Regions from separate parts of the Danio rerio genome. Here region 1 is linked to region 2. The links are chromatin contacts, called in public Hi-C maps. All regions are on one chromosome and are shown on one strand. The core of a region is the stretch at or near the end of the contact, and the rest is flanking DNA. Distances in the headings are between cores, read along the strand shown.

Region 1 (5,730 bases), core at 2,267-4,766, 500 kb after region 2:
CTAGTTAAGCCTTTAAATGTCACGTTAAGCTGTATAGAAGTGTCTTGAAACATATTTAGTCAAATATTATTTACTGTTATCATGTCAACGGTAAAATTAATCATTTATTGAAAATGAGTTATTAAAACTATGTTTAGAAATGTGTTGAAACAGAAACTGGGGGGGGGGGGGTGGTTGGATACAAAGGGGCTAATAATCCAGGGGGCTAATAATTTTGACTTCAGCTTTATATGTATACACTAGTGGTCCAAAGTTTGGGGTCAGTTTTTTTTTTCTTTTTTTTTTTTAAAGAAAATGATTCTGTTCATCAAGGCGGCATTTATTAAATGTAAAACAAATCATAAAACATTTCCTAACGTTTTAAATAACTGCTTTCTTATACGTAGTTTCAAATGAAATTTTTACTCCAGTCATTATTGCTTTTATTACTATTACCATTAATACAAATATTATTAATAATATTTATAACAATAATAATTATAATATTAGAGTGATTTCTGAAGGTTCATGTGACACTAAAGACTGGAGTAATGAGGCTAAAAATCCTTTTTTGAAATCAATGCAATAAATTAATAAATTAAATTATTATCTACTTTTGAACAGTTATTTTATAGTGCAACAACATTTTACCATTTTAAAATTTTTAATAAATTTTCGATTAAATAAATGCAGCCTTGGTGAGCAGAATATACTTATTTTAAAACATATAAAAATTCTACTGACCCCAAACTTTTGGCGAGTAGTGTATATACATTAAAATTCTTGAAAATCTATAAAATACATTTTTATTTATTCAATTTTTCTGTTAATATCCATTTTATTTCTATGAACAGAACTATTTTAGTTTTATAGTTTTAGTCAAATGCGAAAACAAACAAACAACAATAAAACTGATACAACAAAACAACAGAAATGAAATGATATTCTAATAAGGTACAAACAAAAGTGCATAGTAAAAATACAATAGTTATTCTCCAGAAAACATTAATGAGTCAATAATGGGTCCATTAAATACATAATTGTTTATATTTGTGTCACTATTGGTGTAAAAATTTGCAGTAGTGAAATTGCACCAATACTTTGTAAACTTTGCTACTTTTTAACCTTTTCATAACATGAATAAATGAACAAATGTAAGATTAAACCCTTTTTAATTTCACAGTTTAGGTTCTGCTGTGCACCGTGTCTGCAAAATCTTACCTTCTGAAAGTATTTAACTATGATACTTCAGACTACCTAAAGGTGAAAAGACAATTGTTTGCATTTTATCAAATATCTTGCATGTTGCAGAGAACAAAATGCTCTCTTTTTTTCTTGTCTCCATCTCTCTCTTCTCTTTTGGCAGCCTGTAATTTGTCTTTTTCAATCACGCTGTTTCCCATGGCAACTCTATGTGCTGAGTGGCCACAGTCGCGCTGTGAAATTGTTGCAGGGCTGCTGTAATTGTGTCCGGGTTCGATGTGGAGAGTAATGCAGTTCGCCAGAGAACATTATAGATGCCTGCTGTATGCACTGCTGGCTTTGATGTGACTGTGTTACCTTTCACATTATTTAGGCCATAACTGCTCTTTTGATAAAAGGGCCTAAAATAAAGAAGGAAAAGGTTTGCGTTTTCACAGCCTCTTGGGATGTGAACCGTATGAAAAACATGCTGTTTGGAGCATCATGTGTGAATAAATAGCTAGTATATTTGGTGAAGAAATGCAGGATTTTATTTATTTATTTATTTATTTATTTATTTATTTATTTATACATTAAAAAACTACTTATTTAGAAATATGAAAATTGTAAAAGTGATTGATTTATGCATTAAAAAATATAAGTGACTATTTTATACATTATATAAATGTTAGTGTGATGTAAATATTGTAAGTGTGTTTAAAAATGTATTTGGAATGTTTTTTATTATTTTATTATATTATATTATATTATATTATATTATATTATATTATATTATATTATATTATATTATATTATATTATATTATATTATATTATATTATATTATATTATACTTATTATATTATGGTTATTATTTTTTCTTGTTTGTATTTTTTTATTGATCAAAGATCAATAAAAATGTATTTATTTATTTTTCTTGTTTGTATGGTTATTATTTTTTCTTGTTTGTATATATACAATAACGGTCCAAAAACTAGCACACCCAAATTTATATGTTATAGAAAAATATTAAATAAACATTAAAAAAAATTTAAGAGAAGAAAAGCTTTAAATTGATCTAAAATAGAAAATAGATTTAAAAAAAATATTTTTTGCTTGAATATAATTGTATTATTTTTCAATTTCCAAATATGTTTGGTAACTAAATATTATTTTAATTAATATATCTGTTTAATAAATATGTTTTGTTTAGATGCACCAAAATAAACTGACAAATGAATAAAATATCCATTTCCAAAATGGGGTTTACTCAATTATACTGAACACTGTATGTATGTATGTATGTATGTATGTATGTATGTATGTATGTATGTATATATATATATATTAGAGAGTTAGAGTGTTAACATATATAAACAGTATATTGTAGATTTTGTTTAAAGATAATTTATTTATTTGTTTAGTTTAAATAACAAAAAAATAAATATTTTATGGAAATTTACATCTATGCTGACTGCTTCACTGATTTGAAAGCAGTTTGTCTGTGGTGACTATTATAGTCCATTAGCGACCCCTAAAGGACATTTTAAATAAAAAAAAAAACCTAAGCCGGTGATTTTATTGGGTTTGATTATCCCCTGAGGAAAGCCAGCTTCAGCACAAACATGTTTACACACACGATTCACAATCTGATAAATAGAAAAAGAATTAAAGGCTTCTGATCAAACTATCAGATAAAGAGACTGTCTAGATCTATGATTTTCTCTTCACAATAAAACCTGTTTTTGCAGTTGCCACTTTTAATTAAAACTATTCCCAAATATGCCACTGTATCGTGTTTGTCATAATTGATTGTTTTCTGTGAACACTGTCGCTTAAAGGTTACAAAATGATTTATGCAACTGCTGAAAGGAACACACTGCTATCATCAGGCAGAAATATGATAGTCGACACACTATACCTACTCACAGTTCTGTCTAAACAGCTTCCAAAAGTTGATTTTTCATAGGTGCCCTTTAAATATAAATTAACTATTAATATAAAATATATTTATTAATTTAAATTAAATACATTTTGTCATATATTATCATATTATTAAAGACTAATTAAATGTGTGTTTTAAAATGTAGAATTTATGTTATGTTTTATGTTAATCATTCAATTACTATAATCTGCACCAAAACATATATTATTTGTTAATTTTAACTATTTATTACTTATTTTTGTCGTCTAGAGGCTCCAAATCATTTGCGTTTGTTTGCACAGGGCCTCATGTGTCATCATCTGATAACGGGCTCCAGGAAGACAGAGGTTTCCTTCCAAATGTCCTAAAGCAAACAGGAAAGTGGGAGGAAATGAAAGCTGGAAAGTGTGTGTCGGGGAATCCAAAACACTTCCAGCAGATCAGCAGGAGCTCTAGCGTGTTGTGCTTCCTCAGCTTTTCCTTCCTCTGGGGGGGGAGAGAGAGGATGAGCTCCTGTTGAAGATCCTTCATTTCAGTCTGCTTTTTTTCTTCTTCTTCTTCTTCATCATTTCTGCTGTTCAGTGGAGTGAATTCTCCGCTTGCTGTAATAGGTTTTGGGATGTGGTTTGTAATGTAGCTCTTTTTTTCCCCCTCCTGTCACGTGTGTTTTGCCGGAGAGCGCCTGATAACATGCTCTGAATACTGAATCATCCAGACGACATGTTCCTGTCGTTCAGCACTGTCATCTGCATATTTATGTAACAGGGATGTGCACCGTGTAAATCAACTGCTGTCATCTTTAGGGGCCTAATTATTAGTGGCACTTGCCAAATCCAACATAACAATTATTGTTATGTAGGCTTCAGATTAGGGATTTAAACAAACCCTTAATCCAAAGCATTAAAGTGGAGGTGTGTAACTTGTTCTCAAAGACATGAATCATACCTCAAATTGTGCAGTTTATTGTAAAGAGGTGTGCTGTTACTTGACCTGGACTTTTCTGAAAAATCCACAAAGATTATGTTGCAGTATATATTAAAACATATGGGTATTTTTTATTAGGAAGAAGGTCTAAACATTTGAATTGTTCAAACTTATTTAAAATGAGCTGAATCAACACAATTCCTGAGTGTATTTTTGTGATAACATAACTGTTTTATGTTAAATCTACCTAAATTTTTAAAAACAATTACTTGTGTTGGGACAACATGGAGGAATTGTGTTAAATGTGGCTTTTTTACAGTTAATATAAAATCTAAATGAAAAATACAGCTATTTTATTTATATAAAATGCTAAAAAAAAATACAACCAGGGATGGGCAAAAATACATTGAAATGTATTTTTTTAAAATAAAATACCAAATACCTCAGTGTTAAATGTATCTCAGAAATTGTGTTGATTCAGCTCATTTTAAATAAGTAGTTTGAACAATTTGAGTGTTTTAACCCTTTCCCCAGTTAAAAAAAAACACCCATATATTATAATATACTGTATATCATTCTTGTACACCATCTTTAGGTGTTTTTTAATTTCTCAACCTTCTCTGCATTTCCACCTGCAGCACTGAGACTGAGAATGATTGTGCTGTAGGCTCTGCATTACACTGATATTTTACATCTCATTTTCTAGGCGAATATGCTGATGCATTGTACACTACACTTCAATGAAATATCACTGGTCTTAGCATTGTGCAGTATACTATTTTCAATGATTGTGGACTTGCTCCCAAATATACCCATTTGTCTGTTTTTTTTCTTTATGTATGTTGTAGAATTTCTATGCATGCATTGAACACCTTCTTAAATATTAATCAATGTTCTGGTCTAAAGCACCAAACAGAGGTCGCATTTTTATGACGTCAATATTCTTATAAAATATTTTACAGTCTTTTAAAAATAAAAAAAAAATACAAGACAACAAAGTATTTTGATACAAAATATTAACCCATTTACAAACCTTATCAAATACAAATGACAAAATACTATTTTGTGTTTGAAATACATACTGCCCATCCCTGATTACAACACTAAATATTTACAAATGGCAAAATGCACGAGAGAAAATGTGAAAAAATACATATTGTTAATTTTTTAAACAAAACTTTTTTGTGAGTATTTTTATAGAAATATTGAGTGTAACATTGATTTATGATCAATACATGTATGTGTGTACCCTAAAAAATGACATTTGTTGTTTGTTCAAGCTACTTATTTAAATTGAGCTGAAATAACACAATTCTTGAGGCTTTTTTTTTGCAACAGCTTAAATGTTTTGTGTTCAATCTACTTAAATTTATATAAAAAAATAATAAGCTACCTTAATTCTTTCATGTTGTCACAACACAATTTGATTGTGTGCAATCCAGCATTTTTTTTTTTACAGTGTATGTATTTATAATTTGATAATAGACATTAATTAAAAATTATGACATTGGGAGATTTTTTTCTTTATTAACCATAGGCTTAATGTCCTCATCCTTCTTTTCTTATATAACCATCATTGTTGTTATAATATTAACAGTTACAGATAGTTAAAATGAATTACATCATATTCTCAGTAAAAAATAAACTCTGTTTTTTTTTTTTGTTGTTGTAATTATCAGTCCTTTATAGGCTAAATATGGTGTATAATTGAACCTATGGTTT
Region 2 (5,641 bases), core at 89-2,588:
GTTTTAAGTCTTAAAAACTAAATGAATCTATGATTTTTCTCAAAGCAAAGGTGCATACAAAAATAAAAGTTGCCATCATTTACTCACCCTTTTGTTTCTGTTGAACACAAAATAAGTTGTTTTGCACTATTTTGTAAACCTGTCACCATTCACATCCATAGTAGGAAAAACAAATACTTTGGAAGTCAATGGTTACAGGTTTAAAAACATTCTTCAAATAAAAAAATAAACAAAATAATAATAAATAATCAATCAAACTGGTTAGGATCAAGTCAAGTGTGTGTAAAAGATGACATAATTTTAATTTTACGATGAACTATCCCTTTGAATGGCCATAAAGTACACTTTCAAAAAGGTCAATAAATGAGACATCCTATTTTAATATCCATATCAACTAAATGTACAAAAATAATAATGTAGAAGTCATCACTGCTAGTAAAAAGTCTTCTTTAATGTTTCACATAACACCACTAATTGCGATAAAAACATCATTAAGCACAACAGATACATTTATTTAAAGTTTAAACAGCATAAAATGACCCTTAAGTGTTTTAATGTCATCCACTTACACTTTAGTGGATGTTATATGGAAATCCAGTAAACATGTAAGAGTCATTTTTTGGCTCAGAAGAAAACAGGACATATTCTAATGTATGAAGGGGAAATGTATACATTTTTACTGTTTAATGCTTGAAACCTCTATCTTTGACCCATACATCAATAGAGGAATGTTGTATAATTAAAACACAGCCTGTAAGTATGAACAGTCTTAGAAATGAACTACATCTTTGCATATGCATAGCACCAAACACAACAAGTACCCAGAAGACAGCAAGTGTCCTTAAAACGTCCTCTATTTTCATGGCTTGACCACAACAACAGCTTAACAACTCCTCTACTTGGCACTAGATGGCAGCAGAGGCCATAAGATTTCAATATCATTGTTGTGTATTGTTTTGAAGGGTACAACAACTATGTATTAACCATTAAAACATACTAAAAACATTACAGTTAACACCATCACTCACTGAATATTGACTTTAACTAATATTACTGTTCTCAATCCTCCATAACCATGTCAATTTTCCACAATGGTCCGAGTTCCTTAAGATGTTTGGTGTGGCCCGGGATTGCTTCATAGTGAAACCCTGAAGGGGGCTTTCTGACACCCGCAGTTGCCATAAATAGCGAACGGTAGCCATACTGCAGCAACAATTTGAATAATTTAGAGCCGCCTTAAAAAAAAAAAAAAAAAAAAAAAAAACGAGAAGAGGAGGACAGAATCCATCCGGCACGTCCTCCTCTGCCTGCTCCTCCCAGCGCCGGCACAAAAGGATTTACTCTGTTATGTTTCAGCCGCTCTCGTCTGCACTCATTTAGCTTCAGAGCTGGATTAGAAACAGTTCAATAACTCTCCTGCCACTGAAAATAAACTGTTTTCAACCGCAGAGCCGCAGCGCTTACAGCAAACCCACAAGCCCTTCATGAATCCCTCTCTTCTTGGGTTTCGTTTTTTTATTGGAGACAGTCAAAGATAGAAGAGAGAGGCACAAATAAAAGTCACAAATCTCTTTAATATTTATTATTACTTCTAGACAGCAATGAAAGAGAGAGTTAATGGACACTTTCATTCTCTACTAAGACAACCTCTGTAATCTCATGTGTCAGAAGGGATTTCAATGTCACAGAAATGCCAGGCGCCAAAGTCCGCAATCAAAAACTGAGAGGCACTCAAAACAATATATATACATATATATGTATAAAGTAAAAATCTTATATAGAATTTAAAATAATATTAATAATTTTATATATATATATATATATATATATATATATATATATATATATATATATATATATATATATATACACATTTTTTTACTGCACACATACATATAGTATACACTATATTCCATACAGTATAAAACATAAAACATATATAAAACATTTTATCTTAATACTTTTTTAATTTTGACCTAGTCTTTTTTTTTTGTAAATAGACATTTTAAATTATAATATACTTATTTAAAATTAACGAACACATAATTCAGACAATTTAGAGAGATGTAAACAAAAACAATGGTCCCAATGTGTTTTACATTTTTAATTTCTATAGCTTCCAAGAATCCAAAAAGAGTTACATATTAAAAAATAATATTATGGCAGCTGTTTTAACAATACACTACCTGACAAAAGTTGTGTCACCTATCCAAGTTTTAGGAACAACAAATAATAGCTTGACTTCTAGTTAATCATTTGGTACCAGAAGTGGCTTAGATGAAAGGCAAAGGCCTCTAGATTACGCTTATTTTACCAAAATAAAATATGACCATGCCTTGATTTTTATTTATTTAATTAGGACAGTAATGTCTGACTTTGCTTAGACAAAAGTCTTGTCACTTAACAGAAATAATGCACAGTATAGGAATATAAAGTCATCCTGCAGTGAAAGAAGAACTGATATTGTGTATGACTACCATGAGCTTGGACGACTGCAGAATGGCAAAGAATTGCAGGACTCCCAGAGTTCATCAAGATTCTTTGGATTCACCTTTAATGCCTCCTCCTTTATCTTACCCCAGATATGTTCAATAATGCTCATGTCTGGTAATTGGGCTGGCCGATCCTGGAGCACCTTGACCTTCTTTGCTTTCGGGAACTTTAACGTGGAGGCTGAAGTATGAGAAGGAGCACTATCCTGCTGAAGAATTTGCCCTCTCTTGTGGTTTGTAATGTACAGTAATGGGCACCACACGTCTTGATCCCTCAGGCTGTTGATGTTGCCATCCTCTCTGCAATCTCTCGCACGCCCCCATACTGAATGTAACGCAATATCACGGCAATTCGTAACTTTTTGATTTAGTGGCTAATTTCTATGAATTTGTATGATCTAATTAGTACAATCTAGTACGATTTGCTCATCACCCAATGACGGTGGGGTTTAGGAGCGGGGTAAACTGACAAAGAGCAAAATACTTACATTTCTCGTGAGATCTGGCTGTCTATATCATTTATTTTCCTTCACCAATCTTTACTGATTCTGTGAGAATCTTGGGTCTATGCAGGTTTCAATAGGTCTTCTGCAGTATTTGTGATGATTAGAATGCAGTTCAACAGATGATTCATCAGAAAAATCTACCTTCTACCACTTTTCCCAAATAATCAATTAGAAGTCAAGCTATTATTTGTTGCTCTAACAACTTGGGATCGACAGCAAGACCCTTGTCAAGTAGTGCCAGCTATGATTAAATTCCCTCTTGTTACTAGTTTTGAAATAGTTTGACAAGGAGGAAATGTTCATAGGTGGAAATGTTCATGGGTCAATGACATGACCACATTTTAATGGTCAATAAATGCCAAATCCAGACAACTTATAATAACCTTAATAACCTTGAAATGGTCTTTTAATTTTCACATGCACACACATGCATGCACGCAGGCATACAAACATAGACAACCTTAAACTTAAGCTAGCATCAGTAAAGACATGTTGCTAATGTTTCAATGTTATTTCATTTTTATATCATTTATTTATTTTATATTACTGTAATAATTCATTTATTTTTTTACTTTCGGTTAATAAAAGAATGTTTTTAAAATATGGGAAAACGGTAACATTCCAATTCGATTTTTTTAAAATACTATTTAAGTACTTCTGATTTTACAAAATAAAATAAAGTTGTGAAATGATGTTGTTTGTTTATATTCATAATATTCATATGTGTTATCTTTGGAGGGGAGGATTTGGTTTAGTAAAATTGAAGCAAAGCAGGTTGCTTTTAACTCTGAATTACTTGTATGGGCACCGCAGCTCCACATCACTTACGGGCACATATGCTAAACGCTACGCCACATTTTCCATATTTCTTGTCTTTCTTATGCAGACTCTCTTGCTGCTTCCCTACTGTGCGGTCTTCCTTGTCGTTTTATGGTTCATTTAAAATTTTAGAAGTGAGGAAAGCAGGAATGATAGTGATTGGCGTAGATTATACTACAGAAGGGGTGGTGTAACAGCGCAGTTTCATCAGATCAAGGCCCTCTCTTTTGCTTCTAAATGTTTCTGAAACTGCCAACACTTGTGATCTGAAAAATGTAGCAGATCTGTGAGAGACAGCTAAGGTTAATTTTATACTTTTCATTTTACCACAGCATTTTAAAATGAAAACGATCCGTCCCGACCTTTATATTTCAGAAAAAGATCTCCAATCACATTATCCAAAACAAACTATAAAATTGCAATATATACAATTATTATTTATCATTTATTTACAATTTATTATCATTACTATTATTATTATTTCATTTATTAAAAACAGCAAGTAGGCTATTAAATTTCATTGAGAGAAAAATATTGGGGGCAAATAATTAAAATCTTCAAATTTACAACTATTAAACTTGAATAAAAATTATTTTTACACCAATATTAAATAAAACACATGTTATATGATCAATATAAGTTATACCGAAGTAAAAAAAAAACATCTGAAAAAATGCATTTACATATAACAAATCAAACACAAAGTTACACTGGCCTTGATGATAAACAACAAATCAAGACAATGTCTCTCCTTTGGAATGAATATTGTTTTCAAAACAATTTAACAACCAAATTTATTTATTTAATAAAAACTAATGTAGCTACTTTCCTCATATTCCGGTACGAGTGTAAAACATTATCATCTGTGAGTGTGGTGGGTCTGCAAATGCAACAGATCATTTAGGGTCTGTTTATAGCCAAAAAGTTTTGCCTGTTTGTTTACACAACAATGGTGTTATGGTGACTAAAAATGCATAAACTGAAAAAACAGTTTCAAAATGGAAGTTTTGGAAAACGCAGACATTTTTGCGTATTATTCTTTGAAAATAATGACCTTGTACGCATGTAGAATGTGTTTAGAGGATTGTGGATTAAAGCCAAGCGCAAACAAACATAAACAACATTGGCGAAGTAGTGTTGTTGCTCAAGTGTTTGCTAATGCTTTTAGGCATAGGACGATAACCGTTTTCAAGGTATAAAGGGGTTTGAAAACCATCAGAAGTTCTGCTATACCATTCCTAAGGAATGTGTATGATTTTTTACTTACATTGTTTTTGTTTTTTAGGCCAACATTTTCTTCAGCAGAAAAAAATATCTAAAGATGCCGTTTTAAATTGTAAAGAAATCTTTGGTTTTGAAACTAGTGAAGAGAACAGAAGTCAATGAATGATTTGAATTTAGGCTGACATGTTTACTGTTCCAAAATATCTTAAATGTTTCTCAAAATAAAATATATTGTGTTCAAAGGGGACAAAAAGTTTTTTGTTTTTTACCCAGAAATTTAAAAAAGAATATATTTTAGAGCAGTGATCACAATACCGTCAAACAGTGAAAACGTGATATTTTTATTCAAGGTTATCATACCGTCAGAATCTTATACCTGCCCATGGCTAAACATTTCATCAACAAAATATGGATTTACGTCACAAAACAACCAAAAAAAACGCACCTTACACACATGGCTAATAATACACGGACACAATAAAACAACAATGGTGAAGTAGTGTTGTTGCTCAACTGTTTGCTAAAGCTTCATCAACAAAGTATGGATTTACTTCACAAAACCGCCAAAAGCAGAGACGGCACCTTACACTCATAGCAAAT

What was found. A called contact is a pair of places that touch in the nucleus more often than the background predicts.
Region 1: a contact with region 2 is called in a Hi-C map of an unstated tissue, with 3 times the contacts expected there. The contact joins two enhancer-like sites. A contact is called at or near these places in 2 of 18 Hi-C or Micro-C datasets (hematopoietic stem cells and an unstated tissue).

Annotation. Positions count from the first base shown.
Region 1 is chr17:19,060,270-19,065,999 of GRCz12tu, forward strand. No RefSeq gene overlaps it. Among named protein-coding and RNA genes, the nearest start is that of sptlc2a, 10 kb to the right of the region's middle. Within about 2 kb of position 3,517, at least 12 of the 62 cell types and tissues checked have an H3K27ac peak or open chromatin away from gene starts, as enhancers often do.
Region 2 is chr17:18,559,438-18,565,078 of GRCz12tu, forward strand. The region is part of intron 10 of nrxn3a (neurexin 3a); the gene reads right to left. Among named protein-coding and RNA genes, the nearest start is that of nrxn3a, 150 kb to the right of the region's middle. Within about 2 kb of position 1,339, at least 5 of the 62 cell types and tissues checked have an H3K27ac peak or open chromatin away from gene starts, as enhancers often do.